Regions from separate parts of the Ovis aries genome. Here region 2 is linked to region 1. Evidence: chromatin contacts called from public Hi-C data. All regions are on one chromosome and are shown on one strand. Each heading gives the region's core, a stretch centred on a gene start, on an enhancer-like site or on the middle of the called end of the contact. The rest is flanking DNA. Distances are from core to core; before and after follow the strand shown. Region 1 has its middle 71 kb from the start of LRIG2. Region 2 overlaps PHTF1 (putative homeodomain transcription factor 1).

What was found. A called contact is a pair of places that touch in the nucleus more often than the background predicts.
Region 2: a Hi-C map of muscle shows a contact between it and region 1, with 8 times the contacts expected there. The contact joins two enhancer-like sites. A contact is called at or near these places in 8 of 16 Hi-C or Micro-C datasets (hypothalamus, mesenteric adipose tissue, mixed tissues and 5 more).

Annotation. Positions count from the first base shown.
Region 1 is chr1:90,534,336-90,538,871 of ARS-UI_Ramb_v3.0, reverse strand. No RefSeq gene overlaps it. Among named protein-coding and RNA genes, the nearest start is that of LRIG2, 71 kb to the right of the region's middle. Within about 2 kb of position 2,116, at least 19 of the 54 cell types and tissues checked have an H3K27ac peak or open chromatin away from gene starts, as enhancers often do. A contact at or near this core is called in hypothalamus, where this site is marked.
Region 2 is chr1:90,994,623-90,999,158 of ARS-UI_Ramb_v3.0, reverse strand. It overlaps PHTF1 (putative homeodomain transcription factor 1), which reads left to right. Exons shown (of 20, transcript XM_060413037.1): 19 at 2,174-4,536. It overlaps MAGI3 (membrane associated guanylate kinase, WW and PDZ domain containing 3), which reads right to left. Exons shown (of 21, transcript XM_060412922.1): 21 at 3,971-4,536. Among named protein-coding and RNA genes, the nearest start is that of PHTF1, 81 kb to the left of the region's middle. Within about 2 kb of position 2,713, at least 19 of the 54 cell types and tissues checked have an H3K27ac peak or open chromatin away from gene starts, as enhancers often do. A contact at or near this core is called in hypothalamus, where this site is marked.

The DNA of each region.
Region 1 (4,536 bases), core at 867-3,366:
CTTCCTTCCTGTCCTCCTGCCAAAAGTGCTGATTAAACAACTACTATGTGCTATCCGGTGAGCCCCGCTATGGAAAGCATTTGAACTGCAAACAGGAGTCACCAGGGGAGGCTCTGTCAAGACAAAGATAATAGCACTGCGTAGATCAGCAGAAAAGTGCATTTCAAGTTACGTTCTCTCTTCTTTAGATCTCAAAAGAGCTGTAACTGAGTGGGAGCAAATTGAGAGCCTGGCAGCTAGAATGCAGGAATTCCAGGGATTCCACAAAATCATGACGAGGTGAACACAGGGTGAATACAAACCAGTCTCAAATCCAGGATATAACTGAGAGAGGTCAGCAGAATACTTTCTAGCCTTTAGTTGTTACCTGGGACTGGTAAATTGTTCTATACATATTAACTCTCTAAATCCCCACAATAATGCTCTGAATTAACTATCTCATTATCGTCACTCCAAAGATGAGAAATAGAGGCACAAGAGGTTGAGTGACTTGCCCAAGGTCAGCAACTAGGAAGAAAGTGGTGGAGTCGGGACTTGAACTTATGTAGCTCTCATTGCAGAGTCCTAAACTACCTGAAATATGTACATTTAAACAACAAAGAAGGTTTGGAGTGGGATGGGGTGGATAATAACTGGATGGAGTTTCTGACCCAAAGATATTCTGTCAGTCAGAGATAGAAGTTTTGGGGACTTCCCTGGTTTCCCAGTAAAGAATTCATCTTGCAATGCAAGGGACACCGGTTTAATCCCTGGTCTGGGGACTAAGATTCCACATACTATGGAGCAACTAGGCCCACACGTTGGCCACAACTAGAGGGTCCATGTGCCGCAATGGAAGATCTCTCATGACAGAACAAAGACCCCACGTGCCTCAACTAAGACCTGACACAGCCAAAAATAGGTGGTTTTTGTTTTGTTTTGCTGTTGTTGGTTTGTTTTGGCTGCGCTGTGCAACTTACAGAATCTTAGTTCCCCAACCAAGGATTGAATCTCGGCCCTCCGAAGTAAGAGAGTGGAGGTCTAACCATTGGACTGCCAGGGAATTCCTGACAGAAGGGTTTTGATAGATGGGAAGCTCAGAGAGCCTAGCATGCCCTCACGCTTCTAAGGAAGGACACACAAAGGCCAGTCACTCCTCCAGACTCACTCAGATCTGCTGGTGTGCCCTTGACAGATGGTCGACTGGGGCTCCAGGGCCTGAGCCAGATTATAGTGTTCATGTTCTTTAACGCCAGACATGGAGACAGATCTGCATGGGTCCCTGTAAAAGCAACCTATATTTTTTACTAGAAAAGCATGTGATGTAATTAGTAGTGCAGCAATGTTGCTGGTCCTAGGAGCCTGAAACCCTGCTCTCTGCACTGGACTCTACTACTGTCCCTTGATTTGGTTTCTTCAACTGTAAATATTCATTCAGTAAACAATTTTGAGCACCTCTCTGTGTGAAGTACCACATGCTAAACTTTGAAATCACCAAGTTGGATTCGGTAGTTGGCCCCCAAAGATTTATTTACTGGCAGAGACAGACAGGGAAAGGGGTCTCAGGGAAGGCCCCACTCTGGAGGGCTGCACCCTGCCCCTCCTCACTGGGAGTCAGTAAGCAGCAAGTGAGATCACACCGCGAAAAGTGCTTGGTAAACAACAGAGGGTGAGAATGAGGTGTGCAGGGAGGAGGGAAGGGCTGTAACCCGGGAACTGTCTGCAATGTCTGGAGACCTTGGGCAGGCAGCTGACCAAGAGTGCTCAGTTTGAGGCTGGAAACCTGAGTGAGGCCTCCTGGATGTGAGGGGACCAAACCTGAAGCCCTTGAGTCGCTGTCCCAGCAGGCTGAACTCAAACCCTGCAACCTGGCCGAGCTTCTCTGGGCTCTGCCCGGCAGGAACTTAGACCCGTGTGATGTTGCCTGGGACTAGGTGCTTTTGCGGCATTGCTCCACCAACGACCTCTTCTGGGTCGTAGCTTGAATGTGACAAAGGCCAGGTCACCCCGCTATTGTGCATCCCATGAAGCCCGATTCCCACGAATCCCCTTATATAATGAATATCTTCAAGAAACACAGGCCCTAGGTGACGCCAGTTACTACCATTCTCTGTGCTAACGCGCCACCTAGAGGTCAGCTCTAGCTCAAACGATTGTGTGGGTTCTCACCATTTGCCTCCGCCCGGAAGAGGTGGAAAAGAAATGTTCAAAGGACTAAAAAGCAAGAAAACGGCAAGTGATGACAGGCAAGAGGACCCCATCATTCCTCCACCAGGCCCCCTGTCACTTGCTGATGAGATAATCAAGGGCTAAAATGTCTCAGCTTCTCACGGGACAGGGTTTCCTCTATGACTAGAGACCAGTGTGAGAATGTCACTGTATCTCATACTCTAAACTCTAGATCTGAAGAGCAAACAGGCCAAGAAAACCTTCCAGTTTGCCCTGCAGCCTAGACCCCAGTCCATCTGCTCCTCCTCTCCTACCCTAAAGTTTAGACTCTCTGTCTAGCTTGGGAAAATAGTTTTTCAGCAGATGAGCCCTCCTCTTAGGAAGAGTTTGCTGATGCTGCTTACATTTCTGGGAGCAGCTACCCTACGCTGAGCATGAACACACATTTATCGTGGGCCATTTACTCAGAAGTAGCTGGATGAATCTACAGAGGCATCAAAGATAAGCCAATACTTCAAAATCAGCACAGAGTTTTTTTTTTTTTTCTAAAGAAAATCCAAGCCAGATGGTAGTAGAGTATCAAGAAAAGTAAGCCAAAGCTCCCAAACTGAGCAAGGATCCCTTTTTTAAACACTCTTACTTTAGGTTTTTCTCTTCAATCTTTTGCCAGACCTGCAATTTAGTTTCCTACTACTACTAAGCTTTTTGAACTCAAATATAATTGGAAAACAAGATACATAAAATATTCAAGCTCCCATTATCCATCAAAGTGTCCTAGTTGATGCTGCTTGGAGATAGCACTATGTTTAGTATCCATGGAATGCCCACAGAGCTTCTGGGCATCTTTGCCTGCAAGAAGCTTCTGGTCGTTCTTCACACCAAGGACAATTCAAACATGGGGTAAACGCTGAGGAGCCTTAGGCAAACTAGAATGATGTTTTGAATCTATTTTTAAAAAGCTATAGTTGTTTGTCATGGATAAAGTGCAGTCCGCTGACTGGCTGAAGGAGCCAGAGAAAGTGAAGTTGAAATTTCCCTTCACCTATACTCTCAACTAAGGTGGATGAACTGAATTCCCAGGTGGTACAGTGGTAAAAAATCTGCCTACCAATGCAGGAGATGCAAAAGACTTGGGTTCAGTCCTCTGGGTCAGGAAGATCCCCTGGAGGAGGTAATGGCAACCCACTCCAGTATTCTTGCCTGGACAATTCCATGGACAGAGGAGCCTGGTGGGCTTCAGTCATGGGGTCACAAAGAGTTGGACAAGACTGAGCAACTGAACACACACACATGCTAGTTTGCTTCTCCTGGTAGCAACAATTCACTCAGTGCTCACAGCAATCTTGATGGGAGATCCTGAGATGAGTAGTGTTATCATTGCTGTCTTTTGGAGAAAGAAACAGAGGCTAAAAGAAACTGCATAATTTTCCTATAAGTGAAGTAGCCAAGATTCGAACTCAAGTGTTCTGCTTCCAGTTTTCCCAAGGTCAGCATCTCTCTTGGCATGAAGTCAATGTATTACGTACTGAAAAGAATGTTCTGAAAAACAATTCAGTCTGCCACAGATTGTTGCAAGAATTCTTACAGTCATCAGTACTATACAGTAAGTGGAATTTGTAGACCAAGGATGACCCTCATTCAGGGTCACTGGAGGTCAGTTCATACAAACCACTTTCTGGGAAGATCAATATTTCTCCAACAAAAAGACTTCTTTAGATGTTGGTTCCCACTTCATTCCTTTCATTTAAGCGAGACAGGTTCTTTGCCCCCTATAAAATCCCATGCAAGTGTTGTAATTATTATTCACTGATAAAGTGAGTTCCCTCCTGGGGCTAGGAGACTGGGTGGGGCCACCTGGATGCAAGGGGACAAAACCTGAAGCCTTTAGCTCGCAATCTCAGCAGGCCAGGCCCAAACCTTGCAGCCCTGGCCAAGAATGAGGAACCACTAAACAATAACTGGAAGAAACAAAGACACAATAGGGACAGTGGTAAGGATGGGTCTCTGCGCCCAGAAAAACCAGTATTTCAGAGCTGGAATGGGGCTTCCGAGAGCATCTGATGGCATTCCAAATGCTCTCTTGGCAGATGATATCAAGACCCAGCAGTTAAGCTACTTTCCAAGATCACATGGTCAGCAAGTGGCACAGCTGATCAGAATGTCAGTCCAATTGATTTCTAGCTAAAGCCACTTTTTCGTTTAACCATAGATTCAGGAGATTGTATCTTGTTTCTAAATAAAATCCAACTAGGAACCCAAATCTCTAGGGCTACCCTTGAAATGACTCTTGAGGGAAACTTGACATTCCTTATCTTGAGCTGTTTCAGATGGAATGGGACTGGGATGGGATGCGGATGGGGATGGGATGGGATGGGGAGAGCAGGGACA
Region 2 (4,536 bases), core at 1,464-3,963, 460 kb before region 1:
AGGAATTTTTGGCGTGATTATTTTTGGTGGTCCTTCCCTGCTGAGTATTTCCTTGTGCTGATGCCTACTCACCTGAAGACTTGAACTCTCAGCACATTTTTTTGACCTCTCCTCTGCAGCTGTCTTCTCTCTGGTACTCTGCCTGCTATTTCTAGCTGTTCTGGCCTCCCCAAATTCTTAACTGTCACCTCAACTCAGCAGGACTGCTTGTTTGGGTTTGGGTTCCCCTTCCTGCACTGAAGCCTGGAAACTGCCTTCAAGTAATCTGGGGTAGTCATGGGGCTCACCTCATTTAATTCCATTAACCTCTTACTGTCTCTTGTCCATCATCTAACACTCATTTTTTTCATGTGTATTTTTCCTTTTTTTTTTTTTAAGTTGTCTAAGGTGGGAGAGTAAATGTTTTCCCCACCTTAGTAAATGGAACAAAGTTTACTTAATTGCTCAAGTCAAAGAGTTAGGGTTTATTCTTGGTTCCTCTCTTTTCCTTCATATCTAATCTACCACCCGGTCATGCCGATTCTGTATTTTCATAGCTAATAGACTAAGTATTCTTCGTGGTCACCTGGATTACTATGTTCCCTTCCCATTCTTGCCTCCTACAGTTGGTTCTCTAATGTGAATGAGCTTAGAAATATGGAGACTTGATCAGTCCTACTTAAACTCTTCCTGGCTTTCCTGTACTGGCCTCCAAGCCCCCTCATTTCAGGCCTGCCTCCCTTTCCAGCTTCACCTCCTCAGTGTCTGACAGGCACACTCCCTATGTTCCTTCAGTACACTGAGTTCTTTCTTGTTTCAGACTGTGCCTGGAACATGCTTTCTTAAGTTCTCCCCTAAATGGCTTCTCAGCTGTCAGTTCCTTAGCAGGACCTTCTCTTGTTAAAGTAGTTCCCCATCTTACCCTTGTTATCAGGTATACAGCTCTGTCCATTCTTCATGGCACTTATCAAAATCTGATTATTTTGTTTACCTTTTGCCCCTTGTTTCTGTCCTTCTCCATTCGGTGTAAGTCCCTTAAGGCAGGGATTTTTTGTTGTTTTTCACTCCTAGGTCCCCAGAATGCAGGAGAGTACCTGACCCCATAATAGGTATATAATGTAAATGTGTAGGATGAATAGATGTAATTTTTGTTCGTTTTTTTCTGTTAGGATGGAAGAGTTGTGCTCTTTGTGCTTCATTAATTCCTATATGGTAATTTCTAGAAACTTGGACTTTTGATCCACCAAAAGGAATCATACTTTAACATTTACCTGTTACTGAGAAATTAAACTGAGATGTAAAAACAGAACTAGATTATGCCATTCATACATTTGATTGAAATATTAATAACTGTAGATGGATAAGAGAAATACCTGTTCACTTACTTTTATAGTTTGTTGTTTTGGGAAAGAGTCTCTCCTAAAATTGCCATGGAGGGGTAACTTCAAACTCCCTAAATCTGCACATTATGCTTCATGTATAATACAACCACCTTGAAAAGCTGAATAACCAGATACTTTCTTAATTGGGGTATGGTTTTCCTGACTTTCAGAGACAAGTAGAAAAATTCTAAATACCAGGCTGTCCTACAAAGTAAAGGTTATGGGCGGGTCTGTTTTTGGTTCATTGTATCTAGAGGTGGGGCTTCCCAGGTGCTGCTACTGGTAAAGAGCCCACCTCCCAATGCAGGAGACATAAGAGATGTTGGTTTGATCCTGGGTCAGGAAAGTCCCCTGGAGGAGGGCATGGAAACCCACTCCAGTATTCTTATCTGGAAAATTCCATGGACAGAGGAGCTTGGTGGACTACAGTCTATAGGGTCACAAAAGGTTGGTCACGACTAAAATGACTAAGCACGCGGCTAGAGGTCAGCGAACCTGTGCACTCCACAAACAACTTTCAAATTAATAAGATTCATTTTAGAAATGTCTTAGATGTACACACTCTAATGGGGCAAATGGGTCTAATTCTCCAAATATAGTGTATGACTTGGGATTATCAGGAAGTAAATTCATTATCAAGAAGTAAACTCCAGGAGATGGTGAGGGGCAGGGAGGCTTGGTGTGCTGCTGTCCATGGGGTCAGAGAGTCGGACACGACTGAATAACTGAACAACAAAATTTGTTAAGCTTAATCTTGTCTATGCAGGTATTGACTAGTTTGGTCATTTAAAGTAATCCTTTGCTTCTTGCAGTTATTGGTGTGCATCTTGAATAGTGAAGTTTGAATTTCACAAATGTGCAATAATTCCATACCTTTCCTGCAGTACATCCTGCGCCTATATGCTGTAATAAGGTATTACTCAAGGTAACAATTACTGTTTTATATTAAGGACAAAATAAGCCTCTTGACTTGTGTTTTCACTAATAGTTCACTTGGCTTTAATACAAACATTGTATAATAGACAAATACCCACAAGATTCTTTGGAAAAATATAGGTTCAGGCTAAATTAAAGCACTTGGCTATGCTTTTGTGTTTTAATGTATATATGAGAAAGGTTCAGAGTTCTTTAGCAGATAAATTCTACTCTTCATAAGCCTTCATACTCCTCTCTTACACTTAAGGTTCTACTTGCACTGAAACATTGAAAACATATCCAAGTTAGTGAATATCTTAAAACTAATTCAGTTAACTGAAGCAAAGATTATAGAGTTGATGTCATAATTATGCTGTGCATTAACCAGTCATTGTACTGCTCATAAACCTTAATAGCATGAAAAATAAAAGAGCTGCCTAAATAAGTAAATATGTTACTGTTTAAAAGTACAAGCAGTTCTCAGCACTGGAGCATGCCAGGATGATGTAAGAAGTTGCTCTGATGAATTCTTCATGCCAAACTGAATCATCACATTTTGTGACTGAAGTCTGTTTACACCAGTGTTCCTTAGTTCTCGGAGCTCACTCTGGACCAGACTTCAGCCTAAGCACATCTCTGTGGAGGTCAGTAGTTAAGACTGTCACACAGTTTAATTTGGGTATTCCTTGCTTTCTTAAAACCCCATTCTTTTTGAATGTTGGACACAGTAACCATGAAACTCTTCATTAATCCATGTTGAAAAGCATTTGACTTTCTACATGAAAACATCTGACTATTAAAAAAGGAAATGATCAAGATGTGCTCATGTAGAAATAAAAAAATCACATGCTTTTCTATTTAAGAAGTCTTGGACACAGGAGTTGAGTCTGTGCAGAGGCTACTTGGTCCAAAAAATTTGATGTGAGTTAGAAGACAACAGTGTTACAGGCTGTTACTGACTTCTCTAGGAAGACAGTGTGATGGCACCCCAGAGCATCTGTGCTGCTGTGGTCAGTCCACTAAAACAGCAAATGGTTTCGGTGCCACTCTGTGGGCTTTGCCAAGACACACATCTCCATGATGGAGCCTGGAAGCCAGAGGTTTAGGGTCTATTTTCAGTATGAGTTGATGCAATGGTAGGTTCAGGAATTGATTTTTCTCCTCAAGAGTATTCAGTTAACCATGTTCTTAAACTAGGTTTTAGGCATTATTCATATCAAGAATTTCAGTGAAGTCAAGTCGAAACACTTCACTGTATAAGTAAGTACAACCTGTGGTAAACAAAATGATTTAAAACTCATGTGAAATGCCACACAGCCTGATGAAATAGCGTTTGTGGTAACTGGACTTACATTGCTATATCCATTAGAAATGTCTCATAATTTCTAATAACACAAGTACTTTTCTCTCCCTGACAGTGTAAGAAAGGATTGGGGGCGGGGTAACAAATTATTTACACAAAACTATTTTCCTTACAATGAAAGGTATGAAGTAGGTATAATGATATTCAACTCAAACTAATTCTAAACTTTAAGTGTATTTATAGATAAGTAAAGTCATCATTGTAAGAGTCTGCCTGATTGTAGGACTTTGAACATTTGTTATTCACAGGGATAAAAATCTGAGGACTCAGACCATGATGAGAATTAGCTCCACAAGCAGAAAAACAGTAAAAAGAAATGCAAGTCATGAACTGATTTTTGTTTTTTTAATATCTATATAAAAAATAACGAGCGATTTACAGATCTCTTTCTCTAATCAGAACCTCAAGTGTATATATAAAGGTACTGTACAATATATAAACATTTACAACCAGTACATCCATATTTTGCCTAGCATTCCAAGGCCACATTGCTAAGTCAGTACAGAATCAGTACAGTGACCGGTTACTTAGAGAGGAAAGAGCCACATCAAACTGACAACAGATGACGCCAAAGTTATGTCACAGTTAACAATAAAAATAGGATTTTTATCACTAATTGTGGACTATAGGGAAAATAAATCATTTCTGTGGTACTAAATTCTTAGCATGTATCAAGCCTTCTAATTTGTCTCTATTCAAGTAGTTACAATAGGTAGGTAAATATAGTTCTGGATGAAAAGGGGGTTTCAAAAAATCTCACTCCGGGAAGAATGTCTTATCTACAGGGGCTTCAGTTGTTACATTAAAGAATTTCACAGTCAGATTCTGAGAGGGAGGGACCTGAACATGATGTGTTTCACAATAACAAGATGAACTGAGGGTGAACAGCGTTCAAAT